Regions from separate parts of the Cricetulus griseus genome. Here region 2 is linked to region 1. The links are chromatin contacts, called in public Hi-C maps. All regions are on one chromosome and are shown on one strand. The core of a region is the stretch at or near the end of the contact, and the rest is flanking DNA. Distances in the headings are between cores, read along the strand shown. Region 1 holds the start of Calm2 (calmodulin-2). Region 2 has its middle 79 kb from the start of Epcam.

Region 1 (3,576 bases), core at 729-3,228:
ACTGAACACAAACTCTGCATCTTCATTCTACTATTCATTTTCCCAAACGCTAGACACATATCTACATACATGTCCGTATAGGATAACTTTTCTCTTTATTAGAATCCTCAGAATCTGTCTTATAAATTATGAAGTAATCAGAAGTTTTCAATTTAACAAAAAACCTCAATGTATCAATGATGCATGTAACTATAAAAACTTAAAAAAAAAAAAACTTACCGGGGAAAAGGACCACTGTAAAATATAATTTTCCAATAAAAATTTAAATCCTATCATGCTAACTAAAAAAATTAATTACAATTCCGAATGTTAATTGCATGATATAATTTACATCCTATTTCTCCGTGCAAAGAATAAATTCAGCCAGCATATTAAAATTCACAAGCTATCAAAACACAAAAGAATTCACCAAACTTAACTGAATGCTAGCTCTCTCCCAGGTGAACCCTCCCCCACACCCTAACAGGATGGAGGTTTCAGTTGGCAAGAGTCCCCAATAGTGTTTAACATGTCACCTTGCCTCCTGGACACACCCATTGCTCTAACCACTTGGCAGAGGGAGTAAAATTAAGTATTGCAAATTATCGCCCTCATTAATTTTTTTTTACAGGAAACAGGAGGCTCCAGTCATCTTTTTTTTTTTTTAAATCCTTTCTAATATCGCCTGCTCTCTCTCCCGTATACTCTTTTACTGCACGGTCCCTGACAACCATTACTGTGAAAAAGAACGAAGATCAGACGGCGACTTCGACACCCACACAGGCGTCGTTTTCAAGGAAAACGCCGCGTGTGGCCGAGGTAAGCCGGAGTGCACCTGAGCACTCAGGAATTTAACGACCCGCCCCTTAATTGCTACTTTTAACACTTTTCTCCCGGTTGCCTAGGCTGTGGGCGGAAAACGCCTTTGAGGCCCTAACTGAAGTTGGCTGCTTTCGCTTTACGAGCTGTGTTCTTTGGAGAAAGCGCCCGACTTCAGGCAAAAGAGAAAAAAAGAAAAAGCTTGCTTTCTTCGACCGTTAAAAAAAAAATTTAAAAATTAAGCATTCATCCTGGTGCTGGAAGCCAGCAGCAGATGGAGTAGAACAAGCAGCACTGCGGGCGGGCGGGGGGGGGGATGAGCTGCTGGGGTCCCTCCCCCGCCCATCCCCGCAGCGCCGCGGGCCGCCCAGACCTCCGCAGTCCTGCAGGTGCCAGCGCAGCAGCTGGGGCGCGAGCCGAGCCGGGCGGCGGCTCCCGGTTCCGCGCGCCCGTCCGCCCCACCCCCAGCCGCTGCACCTCACACGGGCTCGACCCACACAGCTCGCCCCCGGCCCGGCCCGGCCCGACTCGCCCTCGCGGGGGACGCGGGCTAACGGGCGCCCGCTCGCCCCGGGGGCCCCGCGCTCTCCTCCCCGCCCTCCCCCACCCTCAGCGCATGGCGGCCGGGGCGGACAAAGGCGCTTCCTGGCGCCCGCGCTCGGTGGCGGCCGTTGGCGGTTTGAAACCGGGCCCCCTGGGCTGCCCTTTCAAGCGGCTCGCAGCTACGGCGTGGCTCGCGCGCGCGCTCGCTCGCTCGCCCTCCCCGACGAACCACACCGCCCCGCACCACCACCCCCGCCGCCCCGATCCATCCTCCCCGGGCCAAGTTCCGCAGCGGACTCAAGAGGAAACCCTGGAGAACCCGAGCGGGGGAAACACCTGCGACATAACCGTCGCGGGGGCCTCCCGGCCTCTTCTGCGCCATCCTCCCGGCGAAGCCGGCTCGTCGAGGGTGTCAGGGAGGGGAGGGGTCCGGGAGGGTCCCCCTCTCTCGAGGCAATTGGCTTCAGCATCTTTTCTCCACCCCCGACCAGCAGCTCGGCTACGCACTCACCATGCTGCAAGGGCTACCGGTTTCCGAGACGCGAACACACAACCGCTCGGCTCGCCCGCTCCACTCGGACTAGTTCTCCTCCCCGGCCCCCGGCGCCTCATAAACACCTCCCTCCGCCAGATCCCTCCGCCTCACGCCAGATAACGGAACGCAGCGAACGAGTCCCGGCCGGTTCCCCTCCCCCCCTTCCCCCTCCCTCCACCCCGGACCTCTCCGGGAGACCCCCTTTCTCCACAGTCACTCGGCAGAGCGGGACAGGGACAAAGGGGGAGCAGAGGGACGGATGACGTAAGTGGGGTTCGTTCCCAGGCCGGCCGTTGCAAGGCCGGCGGAGTCGCGCCCGGGGAAGGCGCTACTTTGCGGCGCGGAGGAGCACCTCGGCGGCGGCGGCGGTGGCGGCTGAGGGCGCGGCGACGGTCGTTGAGCTCGCTCCTGATTGGCTGGTTTGTACCTGCAATGCGTCACTCGCCCTCGCTGATCGGAACGCGGTGCGGCTTCTGCCGTTGCTGCTCCGGGCCGGCTACGCCGTCCTGGCAACTGCGCCAGGCGGCGGCGTGGCTGGCTCAGGCCGGCCGGCTTTGCGCTTGGCTACAGGACCTTCCTCCCTCCTCCACCCGCCCCGTATGCAGGGGTCGATGGAAACAATCTAAAGCCAATGGATAAATCAATAAACGTGAAGGGCTCCTCCCCGCCCCCCGGCGCCCGACTTGTCAGGGTTTGCTGCATCGTGGAAGCCGCTCGTCTTCGGTCCCACGGTGCAGAACCCATGCAGCTCAGCTGACGGACTAATCAGAAAGGGGCTTCCGCTGATGCTTCCCCTTTGCTTCCCTGGCCCAGCGGTAATTTATCAGAAAGCCACCCAGACCCACAGTGTCTTGAGAGCGCGTGCTGCGGGTCTCCCCAGGTAGCCAGCCCCCTTTGAAATGAGAAGCTCAAAATAGACAGCTCCGGAAAGGGTGCCGGAAGTTGAAGAGGAAATAAGGGTCTAACACTCAACATACAGTGGCCGGAGAAGATTGATGGCGCAAGGACGGCCCAGAAAGAATTCCGAAGATGGCAAAGCCCAGAAAGAACTTCCCAGTAAACGCACACACACACGCGCGCGCGCACACACACACACGCGCGCGCGCGCACACACACACACACACACACACACACACACACACACACGGAGACCATCGAAACCTAGAGAACAGCATTTGTTTTTTTGGTTTTTTTTTTTTTTAACGCTAGCAGGAATGAAACCTCACCTACTGAAAAGAAGCCTGCCTTCACAATCATTTCCCATTCATCAAGAATGTCTTCGATGCTCACAGCTATCTGTACTCAATTTGAGAGCTTCAGCTGAATTTTTAACCTTTCCCTTCCAAATTAAACACTCCCTCACTCCATTTTTAACTGAAGCCAGAGTTCGGTCCTCTTTCAATCATGCAAACCAACCAGACATTAAGTGGCCTTTAGATGAGCTTTGACAAACCCGAAACCCTTTCGAAAGAAGGTCCCCTCAAAAAAACAAACAAAAACCCTCAGATTTCTGTTTCTATTGTCCTTGCTAATATTGGGAGGAAAGAGAGCTAATTAACCTTATCCTAAATGAAATAAAGATCATTAAGTGAGACTATTATTTTTAAATGGCCAAATGGCCACCTCTACTTAGTCTGAGGCCACCATCCCAGTACGCTGCATTCTGGTAACTTCCAAGCTTTCCCAAGGTATACCCAGGA
Region 2 (3,576 bases), core at 652-3,151, 90 kb after region 1:
AGGCGACGGCGGAGGGCCTGGAGCTTTCCCGGGATCCAGCGGCTCCCCTGCGCCCCCTGACGGCTGCCGGCCACACTGCATGCGACACGGCCCCGCCCTCCCAGCCTCTGCACCTGCCGCCGGTCTCCGCACCGCCCGGGAGAGGAGGTGGGGTGACAGCCTCCCATTAAACATTGGGAGTGCAGGCGTTCCCGGAAGTCCCCTACCTGAGGGGACAGCCGGGGACGTCCCCAGGCCAGAAATCTCACCGCTAGGAATTCCAGAGGGGTGGGGAGGTGACGTTCCTAACTTTTATTGGTTATTAATGCTGTGCATTTCCCAGACGAGCTGGGGGGAAAACAGAGCCTGGAAAGCGCCAACGACTGAAGTCATTCACTTTTCTTAGTGAGGCTTTTTAATTAGCGCTCATGTGTCAGGGCCGATCTGAAGGTGACTCAGAGCCAACAGGCGTGCCGTGGGAGGGCCGCAAGCAAAGGCTGGCTTCTCCTGCCTTTTTTTTTTTTAAATCTAGAGATAGGGAGCCCCTCCTCCAGGCAGTCCACCTTACCCTTCTGCAAGAGTCTGTTACAGGCAGTGTCCGTGCCTCAGTTTGGCAATAAAAAGTTTCTGTGCCCCAATAAACCTCTCTACCCATGCAGCAATCCAAATCAGACCAAATCAAACCGAATAGGGAAAAGCCCATGTTTAAAGGATACAATGTTCCGGAATGGCCTTCCAGTCCCCTAGAGAAGAGACAGGAAAAGAGGCCGAAAAACCTCGAGTCTGTTTTCCAGGGGGCAGTTTAAATACTCTGTGGGAGTGGTCTTGAGCATCTCTGGGGGAGGGGTCATCATTTGTCGGGCTTTCTGAGATGCATCAGGGTTTGGAGGGAGATGGGGAGGCGGGTTCTGGTGGAACTTCCACCAGAATATTCCAGACTCTTTGGGTATATGGATGCCAGGGGCGGGGGTGAAGCTTCCACCATAACAGGCAGGTCAGAGCTATCTGCTTGTCTCTGATGTTTTGTCCTGTGTCTAAGCCTGTCCTGTGTCTGGGAACAGAAAATCCTATGGTGGAGGCTGTTATCTAGGAACAAGAGGGGAGCAGACAAAATAGAACAGGGCATCCATTTCCTGCCCAGTCAAGGACAAGCTCCCACTATCCTCAAGGTGCCTGAGTATTTGGTCCCATATAACAGATCGTCTTTGTGAGTTTCCCAAAATCTGAGCTTTGAATAGTCTGTTCTCAGCAAAGTATCCAGGAGGTCATTTAAGATCATGAGGGCTTTGTGGAGTGGTGGTGGTGGTGGTGGCCCACACCTTTAGTCCCAGCACTCGGGAGGCAGAGGCAGGCAGATCTCTCTGAGTTCGAGGCCAGCCTGGTCTACAAAGCGAGTTTCACGAATGTTACACAGAGAAACCTTATCTGGGGGGGGGGGGGGGGGGGGGCGGATCATGAGGGTTTTAAACCTGTGTGTCTCTTGCTCCTCATCCCCTACAATGAACACTGAAGCTACTAGCCACCCACACCACCTCTGAGCCACTGCTGCTCAACTACCCCTTGTCTGTCGTAGCCACCATTCACTTCTCTGGCCATATTGCCTACCCTGCTACTCCTTAACTATGACAAATACTCTTTAAAGTACTCCCCACCTCCCCCATCACCACCCCCCCATCTTCATAAAAAAGTTGTTTTATTAGAGAAATCCCCAGTCTACAGTAATACCTTCTCTGGGCCTATTGTCCAACACATCATTTATTTCTGTTTACTTGTATGTTGCCTGCCTCCCCAACCAAAATGTAAACGCATGAAAATTTAGCCTTTCATCAGTCTGTCTACTGCTCAGCCTGATACATAGTCAGGGCTCCAGAAGCTGACAAGCAAGCTAATGAATGCACCAGGCACTAAGCCAGGTCCTGGGACTGGCCAGGAGTAAGCCTGGGCTCTGGCCCTCCCAGCAGACTGGTGGACAGGGAAGTGAGTAAGTACAAGCCAGAGCAGTGAGTGTTGTGGGAAAATACAGATGCTTATGATACAGAATGACTGCTCCAGGTAGGAAATAAGCCACTCTGCCTGGAAATTAAAAAAAAAAAAAAGTGTGAATCAGTGTGCTGGGGTGGGGAGAGGGGACAGGCATTCCAATGGGGAGAACAGGGAGTGGCCAGTAGGCTGACTGCACCACAGCCCAAGAGTAAGTCTGGAAAGATAGAGGGGGGTCATATTAGGAAAAGGCTTTGTTAGAGCAATAAATGGCTGACTTCTCAGATCTCTGCCAGGCCAGTGGAGACCTCTCAGGGCCAAGAGTCTGCTTCTAACCCCCTAAAGGGGTCGTAAGAACTTCTGGTCCTCCCCTGGTAAAAGTCTGGAAATAGCACAGAGCACTTCCGGTGGTCAGCCTAGGGTCCTGGCACCCCTGGTGCCTCCTCCTAGCCATCCAGTTGCTGATCTAAGACCACACCTTCCATGAAGACCCTGCCTGAGCTCCTCAGGGTCAGAAAAAGTCCTGTGTCACATCTCTACTGCCTTGACCAGGAGAAATCCAAGTTTCAAAATGGCCTTATTTTGCAATCTGACTCAAAAGGGTGGGGAGTGGAAAATTATAGACAGCAGCCACCAAGGGACTTTGGCTTAATATAACTGGTGACCTGGGAAACGGCGGAGGCAGAAAATAATTTCTTCCTTCTCAGACTGAGACAGAGAGAGCTTCACAAGGCAGAGTCAAAAGAAAGACTTCCTTCAAGAGAAGGGAGAGCGTCCTTCCCACTTCCTCCCTTGCTGCCCTGCTCCTCCCTCTCCTGCAGTAAGCTTCCTGCCCCCCATCCTTATCTTGACCTCTCCTTTCTTTTCTTACTCTCTCCTTTCTCAACCTTACTCCCAATTCCCACCCTGCTCGAATTTCTCCCTCCTCCCTCCTTGATTGTTCCCTAACCACTTATTAAAAGGGGGAAAAATCATAAATCTTATGCAAATATCCATGAGCACCCGTCAGTGGCTGCCTTTAACCCATCAATTAATGAGAGACCCAGAAACACATTGCAACCAATTCATAGACGACTCCCTAGACAGACTTTCTGGTGTGATAAAATTTGCCACCTGAGCCATGCTAGTCCATCGGCAGTTAGTAGCTTTACTTCCTATGGACGATCCCGAAGTACATATCTAGAACTTTTTTTTATTATACCAGACTGAAACTCCATACTCATTCAAAACAATAACTCTCCATACTTTCTCCCCGCCCACTGAGGGTCACCACTCAATCTCTGTGACTAAATATACTTAGTGCCTCATACAAAGGAATCATATGTAGATGCAAAAGAAAACTGTCAAAGTCTTTGATGAAAGTAAAAGGGAAAAATCCACGTGACATTAGTTTCTACCATTTTTGTTTTATTTTGGATATGGTAAGAAAAGCCCAGGCAATGGTGTGTGTGTGAGGTGAGGGAGGGCTGCAGCCATGTATCCACTGACAGGATACATTTCAGTATGCAGGATCTTTACCCACGGACTCAACCAACAATGGATATTAAGTTTTTAGGCCTTGATGGTTAATATCAACTTAACAGGATCTGCCATCACCTAGGAGACAGACCACTGAGA

Evidence for each region. A called contact is a pair of places that touch in the nucleus more often than the background predicts.
Region 2: a contact with region 1 is called in a Hi-C map of fibroblasts, with 5 times the contacts expected there. The contact joins the enhancer-like site here to the promoter of Calm2 in region 1. A contact is called at or near these places in 2 of 8 Hi-C or Micro-C datasets (fibroblasts and liver).

What each region holds. Positions count from the first base shown.
Region 1 is chr5:89,106,067-89,109,642 of CriGri-PICRH-1.0, forward strand. It overlaps Calm2 (calmodulin-2), which reads right to left and starts at 1,979. Exons shown (of 6, transcript XM_027417991.2): 1 at 1,853-1,979. The coding sequence starts at 1,855.
Region 2 is chr5:89,196,215-89,199,790 of CriGri-PICRH-1.0, forward strand. No RefSeq gene overlaps it. Among named protein-coding and RNA genes, the nearest start is that of Epcam, 79 kb to the right of the region's middle. Within about 2 kb of position 1,902, at least 3 of the 6 cell types and tissues checked have open chromatin away from gene starts, as enhancers often do. A contact at or near this core is called in fibroblasts, where this site is marked.